Regions from separate parts of the Mus musculus genome. Here region 1 is linked to region 2. A link is a contact called in public HiChIP or PLAC-seq data. All regions are on one chromosome and are shown on one strand. The core of a region is the stretch at or near the end of the contact, and the rest is flanking DNA. Distances in the headings are between cores, read along the strand shown. Region 1 holds the start of Trabd2b (TraB domain containing 2B). Region 2 holds the start of Bend5 (BEN domain containing 5).

Region 1 (4,532 bases), core at 535-3,034, 3.0 Mb before region 2:
CACCTGAGAACATTCATGCTTGGCCAAGCCAAACCTTCACCAGGGTGTTTCATGTGTAGGGTGGGGGGGGGGGGACCAAGAGTCCTGCTCTGGCAAGAAAAGAGGAAGTCATATAACTTTTAAATACAGCCATTAGAAGACACATGCCAAGAGTACTCTGAAAGCAGAACACCTATTAAAAATAGCACACCTATTTCAGCAGCTCCTTCCCGTTCATCGGGTGGGTAAGGCTTTCTTCTTGGAGGGCAGGTCACGGGTGTTAGCTACTTTGCTCCACTCACTGAGACCATAGGTGAGAAAGGGTTTTAAAATCTTGCAAAGCCAAAGCAAGTCTCAGTTGCTGGTGTGGGAGGAGAGGATTTCATAGAATTAACCCCAGGAAGCATACATATTCTGGGTGCTTTCTAAACTCCCCCCACCAAAAAGGTGAGCCTAGCTCTCCATTTCCAAGTCTGTCTTTGTCTGTGACCTAGGCACACACTATGGTTGTTTTTTCCAGTATCAATTAGGATTTGGAAAGAAACAGGAGTAGGGGACTATCTCCCAAGCAAAGTCAGTTTCCATCTAGAAAAGTCCCTGGAGTGACCACTGACCACTTAACAAACTTTAGGTCAACTCATAACATATTCCTCCCTGATTCTGGCACAAATGAAAAGTATTTATTGTGGGTGGTGGACACAGAACCATAGTTTACCAACAAACCTTACAAATGTGAATGCACAATAGACAGTGCCTACCAGCTATCCAGCTGGTTTCTTGCACAAGGCAGACTGCTAGCTGTGCACCTTGCCCAAGGCCAACCTATGCCCTGCTAATAGGGTAGCACAGGAAGATCCTGCAACAGTATTCTCGTCTCCTGGCATCTAGTTCAGGATGATTGCCAACGCATTAATCTATATTTGAAGATAAGGGCATTGCAGGAAAAAATATCAAGAGATGCCGGGTTTGGAGAGGAAAGTTGGGAGAAGCAATAATTACTTGGTGCCCTTAGGAAAATATTAGACAAGCAAGTTCATCCTGTCATTTCCGTTTCTCTCCTATGATATCTTACCCTTTTCAGGAAACAGGGGCATTTGGGACAATCGGTACTGGGTAGGGTCTGGGGTACAGAGGGAGAGGAGTGAGAATGAGCACCAGGGTTGGAGGATCCAGCCTTAGGTCAGAAAAAGGGTCAAGGAGAGGGAGGGATGCCTGGCCTGGGGCACTGTGTGAATGAAACAGCAAAAGGGTTGGAAGTCAGGGTGTAGAAAAGGGTACTAGGTGTTGGGAAGATGAAGTCAGAAGAAGGCAACCAAAGGGTAAAGGTAGGATAAAAGACAGGAGAGTTAGAAGCGGACACAGAGAGGGGATCCATCCAACCAAGACCAAAAGTCTAGGGGAAACTGTCCGCGAGTGGAGAAGGAACCATCTGGGCTGGGCTCAGACTTGGAGTCCGGGAGGACAGATGCTAGGGAAGGGAGCCCAGGCTGTGCCCAGAGGGCGGAGGTGGAGCGAGTGGGCTGAATGGAGAAGGCTGGTCCCAAACCCTGGCCCCTCAGGCTGGAGTGTCCAGGCAGGCGGGAGAGTGGCAGGGCTGGTGCTCGCTCACCGATCCAGGCGGCCGGCACTGTCCTCCGTCGGGGGGTTGCGGACGGGCGCGGGCGGTGGCAAGGAGGGCGGCTAGCAGCGGCCCCGCCAGGGCGGCGTGCATCCTGCCGGGGCCCGCGGGACGCGGGGGTCCCTCTTGGGCAGCGCCCCCTCAGCAGGGCGGGGAGCCCCCAGCTGGGCACCGAGGATCTTCTGGAGCACAGGGCTCCAGGCGCGAGATGCTGGGAGCCCGCTGGGGCGTGGCTGGATGTCCCTGTCGGACCTGGGGGTCTCTCTGGGGCGGGGCTCCGGTCTGTTGGAAGAGGGGGATCCTCTGGGGCGGGGCCCCTCACCAGGGCGCGCAGCCGGGTTGGCCGAGCCCCGGAATTCTGAGAGCGCGCAGGGGTCCTAGAGCGCGTGGGGGTCCCGGAGCCGCGTCAGGGTCCAGGGGTACGCGGGGCTCCTGGGGCAGTCCTGAGATTCCAGGGTGAGCGGGGGAACTCGGGTTATGCTGGGCACCCGGGGCGCGCAAGGGTCCCAGGGGTGCGCGGCGCTCCAGGGGGCGCGCAGTGGGACAAGTGCGGCAGAGGGCGCGGCGGGGCGGGGGTCTGCTCTGAGGTGCCGGGCTGCCCCCGAGCCCGGCTCAGAGGGGCGGCGGGCGGCCGCGCGGCCGCTGCCCGGGCTCCGCCATGCTGCTCCGCGGCCGGGAGGGAGGGAGAGAGGAGGGCGGGAGAGCGGCGCGGAGCCGGGCCGGGCGGGGGGCTGGGGCCGCCGGGCGGGGGAGGGGAGGACCCGGCGCGGGAGGCGGGGGGCCGGGGCCGCGGCGGGCCGGGCCGGGCCGGGCCGCAGGGAGTCGGAGCGAGCTCGGCGCCCGGGCGCGGCGAGGCGGGGTCTGCCGGGCATGGCAGGCGCTCGCTGGCTCCGCGCTCGCTCTCTCGCTCGTTCCCTCGCACGCGCGCGGAGGGAGGCGAAGCCCGCAGCAGCCACTTCCCAACTTTCCAAACTTCCCAGCGCAACTTTTTCCTCTCCTCCCCTGCCTGCGCCTCCTCCCTCCTCCCTCTCCTTTCCTCTCCTCTCTCCAGCTCTGCGCCGGGATGTAGCTCCTGAGCGCTACCGCCAGAGGGCGTCTGGCTCAGTGGACCTTGGGTTAAGGTGGAAGTCCAATGGTCAGGCTGAGACAAATTTGGGAACATGGGCCAGTTTCTCAGAGCACATCTGCGAGGCCTGGCGAGAGTAAGCAGTTAACAGGACAGGATTTGTGTAGGCACTTCGAGGTATATCGGAGAATGAGATGGTCACTGGAGATCCAGAAAACGTGGTATTTGCTTACAACGTTTTGTCATGCTGCTGTGCCTAACACCACCACATGTGTTCCTAGGCACTCTGCAAAGACCCACTACATTAAATTAAAACATGTCTAAAGAACATAAAACAATTAGAATTCCTTGGAAGCTCCATTCAGTCAGTCATTCTCCTGTCTGTTTCTCTGGGTGTACACACACACACACACACACACACACACACACACCGCTGTTGTTAAACAAGATTTGCTAAGACTCTATCCTGATATTGGAGGTTAAAGATAAATTGTGTGATATTATCAGAAGTCTATAGCTGACAGACATGATGAGATATGCAAGTAGACAATTAAAATACAATCATAGCAGAAGACCAAGAAAAGGCAGGCAGAGGAAGGGTTCCTGAGGCAGGCTCAATGGACCTCAGGCTAAGAGGTGGAAGTCAGGCTGAGACAAATTTGGGGATATGGGTGAGTTTCTCAGAGCAGATCTGCGAGGCCTAGTGAGCATAAGCAGTCAGCAGGACAGGCTATGGGTAGGCACTTTGAGGTATATCAGAGGTGCCCTGGAGTCAGGGCAAAGCCCTAGGAGATGATCTTTAAGATCTTTAAATCAGCAGTAGCTAATAGAAGGGAGTGAAGTGGCCGGGTGTGGTGGCGCATGCCTTTAATCCCAGCAGCACTCAGGAGGCAGAGGGCAGCCTGGTCTACAAAGTGAGTTCCAGGACAGCCAGGGCTATACAGTGAAACCCTGTCTTGAAAAAAGAAGAAGAAGAAGAAGAAGAAGAAGAAGAAGAAGAAGAAGAAGGAGGAGGAGGAGGAGGAGGAGGAGGAGGAGGAGGAGGAGGAGGAGGAGGGAGTGAAGCAGATGGATCACCTGCTGCCAAGGTATAAAAGTGGGATAAAAGGGCCTTCAAGGGACTGCCTACAGAAAGCAGATGGCCAGAACCTGTGTCATCATGCCAGGCCTGAGAGCATGCCTTTGTATGTATACAGTCATGGGAAGATACTCCAAGATTCAAATTTGCAAGTGGCTAGGTTATATCTTTACTTACAGGGCTCATGATTGAGGGAACAAAGTAGAGGCAGAGTGGCCAGTGGAAGCCAAGGCCTGATCCTAGGCCTTTTGGCTCCCAGCTAAGGGCCCTCCTCCCCTCTCTCCACTCCTGCCTCGGTTGCACATGGAACCACTAGAGAAAGGAAGGCTCAAAGTGTGAGTGAAGCAGAATGACTTGCCTCTCCGAGCCTAGAATGCGAGCAACTAAGAACTGGACTAAAAGTGAAGGATGTAAGCACCAGAGGTGGCTGTGAAATTTCCACTTTTTTCTTTGCAATTGCCTACAGTTCAAACTGCTAGATATCAGGAGCAACTTGTTCTGCTCAGCCTCTTATCCCACATACCTGCTTGGTGACAGATGCTAAGCAAACCAGAGTGCCCAGAAAACAGGACACCAGGGCATAATGTAGTAGCTCTGTCTCTCACACACAGAGTTCTGAGATCTGCAGTCATAACAAAGAGAGGTTCTTGAGAGATACTGCCCTGACTCAGCCCCTTTCCCCCTAAAGCCACCCATCTGCTTCGAAAGAGCAGTGAGTTGGTTAGAGTGAGAGTCTGCTTCCACAGAGAGATAGGAACATGGTCTTCACTGGGGAATTAGAAGATGGCAGA
Region 2 (4,433 bases), core at 523-3,022:
TGTCTGGTGGTAAGTGGACTTACAGCCCTGTGCCTCCAGGACCTGTCTAGGAGGTGATAAGTACTTAACCTTTCAAAAAGAGGACCATGTGGTGTTGATCTATTCCAAATCTTTTGGCCCTTTATTCTAGTAAGCCTACTTTCTAGAGGTATTTATTAAAAAGGAATCAGTCACCAGGCTGAGATACACTGACAGCTTGTCCAGGGATCTTGGACAAGTCACTTTGATTCATGCTAGGTTCATTTTTAGGCTAAAGGAGAGGAAACATAGGTCCCTGGAAAAAGTAGGAAAAGTGTCAAAACCATGAAATCTTTGCAATGTCTTCATTCAGCTCCTAATCTCCGGGTTGTCTTCCAGGTGGAAGGTGACAGTCTCTGCCTACTCAATCAAAGGCAGCACTCTTACCAGCAGCAGCTACATCTCTGCTCTCCAGCCTTGAAGTGGTAACTTCCTTTTCCCCACTTGGTGTGCACCCAAGCCTTCTACAAGTGGATCAGAAAGAAGGCCAAATGTTTCTGCTTGAAGAGGAACCTATGTCTCAGCGTGATACAGCATAGTACAGGAGGCCGAAAGGCTTGTCCTGTTAACAAACTGAATCTATCTTTACCCATTAACCAAGAGACCACCTGCCTGCCTGTCAGCCTGTCTCCTTTCCCTCTTCCCCACCCCCAGGTGTGATCAGAGTTAGGAGGTCAGGCCCTCACCTGAACTAGAAACTGTTTGTACCATCTTTCTCTCAAGGAGCCTTCTGGGAGATGCATAAAGTGGGGTGGAGATGAGGCTACCTAAGGCCCTTCACCTCCTCACCTGTGCCCCTTGGGCAGTACACTGAGGTTTGGTCTCCTTGTCCTAATGATGGCCCAGATGGAACAGTGTCAGAGATTCCTTCTGTGAAAAAGGGCCCCCATCAAAAGGACCTAACACTGCTTCTTGCTCCAAGGAGACGCCAAGGGCCTTAAAGGGAGAGAGGGAGGTACAGTTTTCGAAACTTAAGATGGAAAGCAACACAGAGGGAAGTAACTGAGAGAGGTGAAGGTGAGAGATGGGAGAGATGACAGCTAGAGTAGGCAGCTAGAGAAGCAGAAAATGAAGAGCCAAGGGGAATACAAAAGAGTCAGAAAGAAGAGAGCAGAGTAGAGAAAGCTGACTGACAGCAAGGCGCAGGAGTGTCAGAGAAGCAAGGAAGACAAAGGGGACCCTCAGGTCTTTTTAACTGGTTTGGCCTCTTAGAGACACCTGGTACCCAAAAGAAAGCCCAAGGAGTCGGAACGGGAGGCAAGAGCAAGCGGTGGCTCCCTGGCCCCAGCCGCCCGGCCTCTCCCGGAACCAGCCCCAGGTCCGCCCGGTCCCAACGCCCCTCCCGGCCCGCTCGCTCACCTGCCAGCGCCAGGATCTGGGCCTTGTGGAGCAACAGCGCGCCCCAGTCCCGAGGGGCACGCGGGGGACTCTCGGGCTCGGCGCCCAGCTCCTCCGGGCCCCGGTACACCGCGTACACCTTCTGGTTGTCAAAATCCAGTCGCGAGCGGGGACTGAAGTCGCGCACGCACGACACGGGCAGCGCGTAGCAGACGTTGTCCTCCAGGAACCGCACAAAGGCGTACATGGTGGGCGCCGGGGGCGGGCCCGGGCGCCGGTCAGCCCGTGGGGCGGTGCGGAGGTGGGGACCCCTAGAGGGGCGTGAGCCGCAGCCGGGCCGGGGGCGGGGAGGCTCCCCGGGGCCCCGGCTCCCCCCACTGTTATTGTTCCTGAAAGCCCCGCTCTGCCAATCGGCTGCTCTCGCCTGGGCGCGGAAAAGGGAGGGGAGTGGAGAGAGCCGGGCGAGGGGCGGATGAGGGGGTTTTGAAGCACACCGCCACTTGCGAAGTCAGACCCGAGCAATCACAGCCGGAGTGCGATTGCAGTAAGGTGGGGAAAGAGCATATATGATAGTAGCGTTAGAGGATAGGAGGAGCGCTGCTAAAAGTCGCTTTCGGGCGGATTCAATAGTTTAGTGTTTCGAATTTAGCTAAGCGCCTCCGTTCCTTCAGTCCACCCTCCAAACCCATTTCCCCCTTTTCTCTTTCTTTTGCAAAATTGCCAGCACCTGCTGTGAGGGTCAGTGAGCCAGAAACATTCCCCTAGAGCTGCCAAACCAGTTTTTGGCCAGAACTAGAGTAATCTGAGGTTTCCAGTTGAACCAGCTGCTGGGATACCAGAGGGTTAGACCAGGGCTGTTTTTATCCTAAGGGAGCAGCGGCACCCCTCTTCCCTGTGGTCTTTCTCCATTGAGGAATCGCCTCCACTACTTGTTGATTCTGGGCTGGAACAGTTGGAATGAAACAAGGATGGAGGGCTCTAGGGAGCCAGAGCAGAGGCCGGACTTTCTGGAGTCAGTTGAGTTCAGGAGCCAAACTGGGCAGAACAGCAGTCCCTTCTCTGTTTCCAAAATCACAGATGAGAACCTGGAAAGGTTGGTTCCTGCAGACAAACCACACCTTCCAGAGAAAGAAGGCTGAGAGTTGTACTTGTTCTGTATTGTATGCTTACAGGGAAACTGAGCTATTTATATTCCAATTGTCTAGCTCAATACCAGGGTATTTGTCAGAGAGAGATTGGTGAATTTTGGGGGAAGGATAAACAGAATTTCACATACATCCATTCTTCCACTTATTCTTTTATTCAAGTAACTAATATTTTTCTGAGCACACACTCCATGTTATATTGTAGGCTTGGTGGTCTATAGAAAGAATAGATACCTAGGACCTTGTAGTATTTACTAAAGTATTAGAACTTGAATCTCAGTTGGATCCTATGTCAATATTAAATTACTGTCTGAATAACCCATTTTTTCTGCTACTTGTAATCTTTCATTCTAGTCTGAGAGCATTAAGAAAGCTTAATAATGAGGTTATAGTGAGAAAAGTATTCTCATAAAGGCATGCATAAAGGAGGTGGTAGATTTAACGAAATGCTATGTTTTTAAAAACTCATTTAAATAAATTTAACCTGTAACAAAACAAGTGCACTGAAATGTTTATTATGATTCTGAGTTTCTTGCATAGGTGAGAGATTTTGTTTTCTCTTGTACTCTTTATGCTCATATTCCACATACACACATTCTTGTTGCTAGTCCTCACAATAATAATAAAAGGCATTTAACCATTTTAAACTTTAGGCACTGTGCTCACATTCCAAATCAGCTATACTCATGATAGAGATAAAGCCAAACTCCCAAATTCACTTCATTGTGATTTGAGGAGTACTTTATACTGTTGAACTCCACACAGCTCTCAAAGCCTGAGTAGCAGGTCAGATAAAGTTCCCTTAAAGCAATCCATTGGTTATATCCAGTCAACTGAATAGGTCTTCAAGCCATCCTGATGAATAATTTCATCCTCACTTATCCGATGACTCTGAGGTGTTCTGGAAAATATGTTCCCCTGATTATTATTTATTTTTGACTATGGATTATTTTAGAAATACATCACTTTGGTGGTCAAGGGAATTTAATGAGAAGTAAGATTCTGGTAGCTCATAAGATGAGGCATGCAAAGTTGGCCATATTTAATGACAATCCATGAGACTGCAGACCACATTTTCAAAAATAACTTCAGGTAGCACTCTAGCACATCTCTGCATCTAAGTGAGGGTCACCCCAAAATATCAATTTCATTTTTCATCACTTTCCTGGACACAGCCCACTCCAGAGTCTGCATCAATTATTTAGCATTTCCCAACCTAGCATGACCACAGCCTTGTGCTGGCTTCTTACCCTCATCCTAGGAAGTTCTTCTTTACTGAGTGCATGGCCACCTCAGCTATCCCTGAAAACCAAGTCAAATGCCTTCTCTTTCCCCAGTTCCCTACACTGTTCAAGAACCAACCAGGCACCTTCCAATTTTATCCCAGCATGGTTGATTTCCTCACTGTGTCAGAGGTCAGAGAACTGTGACACTGCTCTATACTTTCACCCTCACAAACCGAGGAGTCCCTCAAACACTTTAAGGATCTCAGGTCTGGCCAAACTGGGATTTGTGGCTTCTATGCTGAAATGATTTTAGCACTATGAAGCAGAGTGGTCTGTTTTATTAAAGATGTTTTAATGTAGGCTTAAGTACAAGGGTTAAGAGAGAAAGAGGTGCTCAGGGGAAGGAAGTAAGACTCACCCAAGGGCTTGGGTGTGTGCTCCTCTGCAAGACAATCACAAAAAGTAACAAATACTCAGATGGAGGTAGGGTTTACTCAAGGGAGTTTCAATTGTTTTAGCATCAGCCATGTCTACCAGTTTTTTATTTTTTTAATACGAATTATATCTCAAAAGGTTGCTAAGAAACCGTTTCTTCTTCTTCTTCTTTTTTTTTCTTGTCTCTATCATGATAATGAAATTATAGAAATGCTCTGGAGATGCCCTGGATGGAATTATAATCTGATAAAGTAACACCAGAAGCCACTGG

Evidence for each region. HiChIP or PLAC-seq counts read pairs in DNA pulled down with a chosen protein or histone mark.
Region 1: an H3K27ac HiChIP or PLAC-seq map of embryonic stem cells shows a contact between it and region 2, with 10 times the contacts expected there. The contact joins the promoter of Trabd2b here to the promoter of Bend5 in region 2. A contact is called at or near these places in 8 of 39 promoter capture datasets (cranial neural crest, embryonic stem cells, hematopoietic stem and progenitor cells and 4 more) and 1 of 115 datasets of contacts at active chromatin or transcription factors (embryonic stem cells).

Annotation. Positions count from the first base shown.
Region 1 is chr4:114,403,976-114,408,507 of GRCm38.p6, reverse strand. It overlaps Trabd2b (TraB domain containing 2B), which reads right to left and starts at 1,784. Exons shown (of 7, transcript NM_001085549.1): 1 at 1,589-1,784. The coding sequence starts at 1,690.
Region 2 is chr4:111,412,345-111,416,777 of GRCm38.p6, reverse strand. Bend5 (BEN domain containing 5) reads right to left here and starts at 1,772. Exons shown (of 6, transcript NM_026279.3): 1 at 1,378-1,772. The coding sequence starts at 1,603. The region is part of intron 6 of Agbl4 (ATP/GTP binding protein-like 4); the gene reads right to left.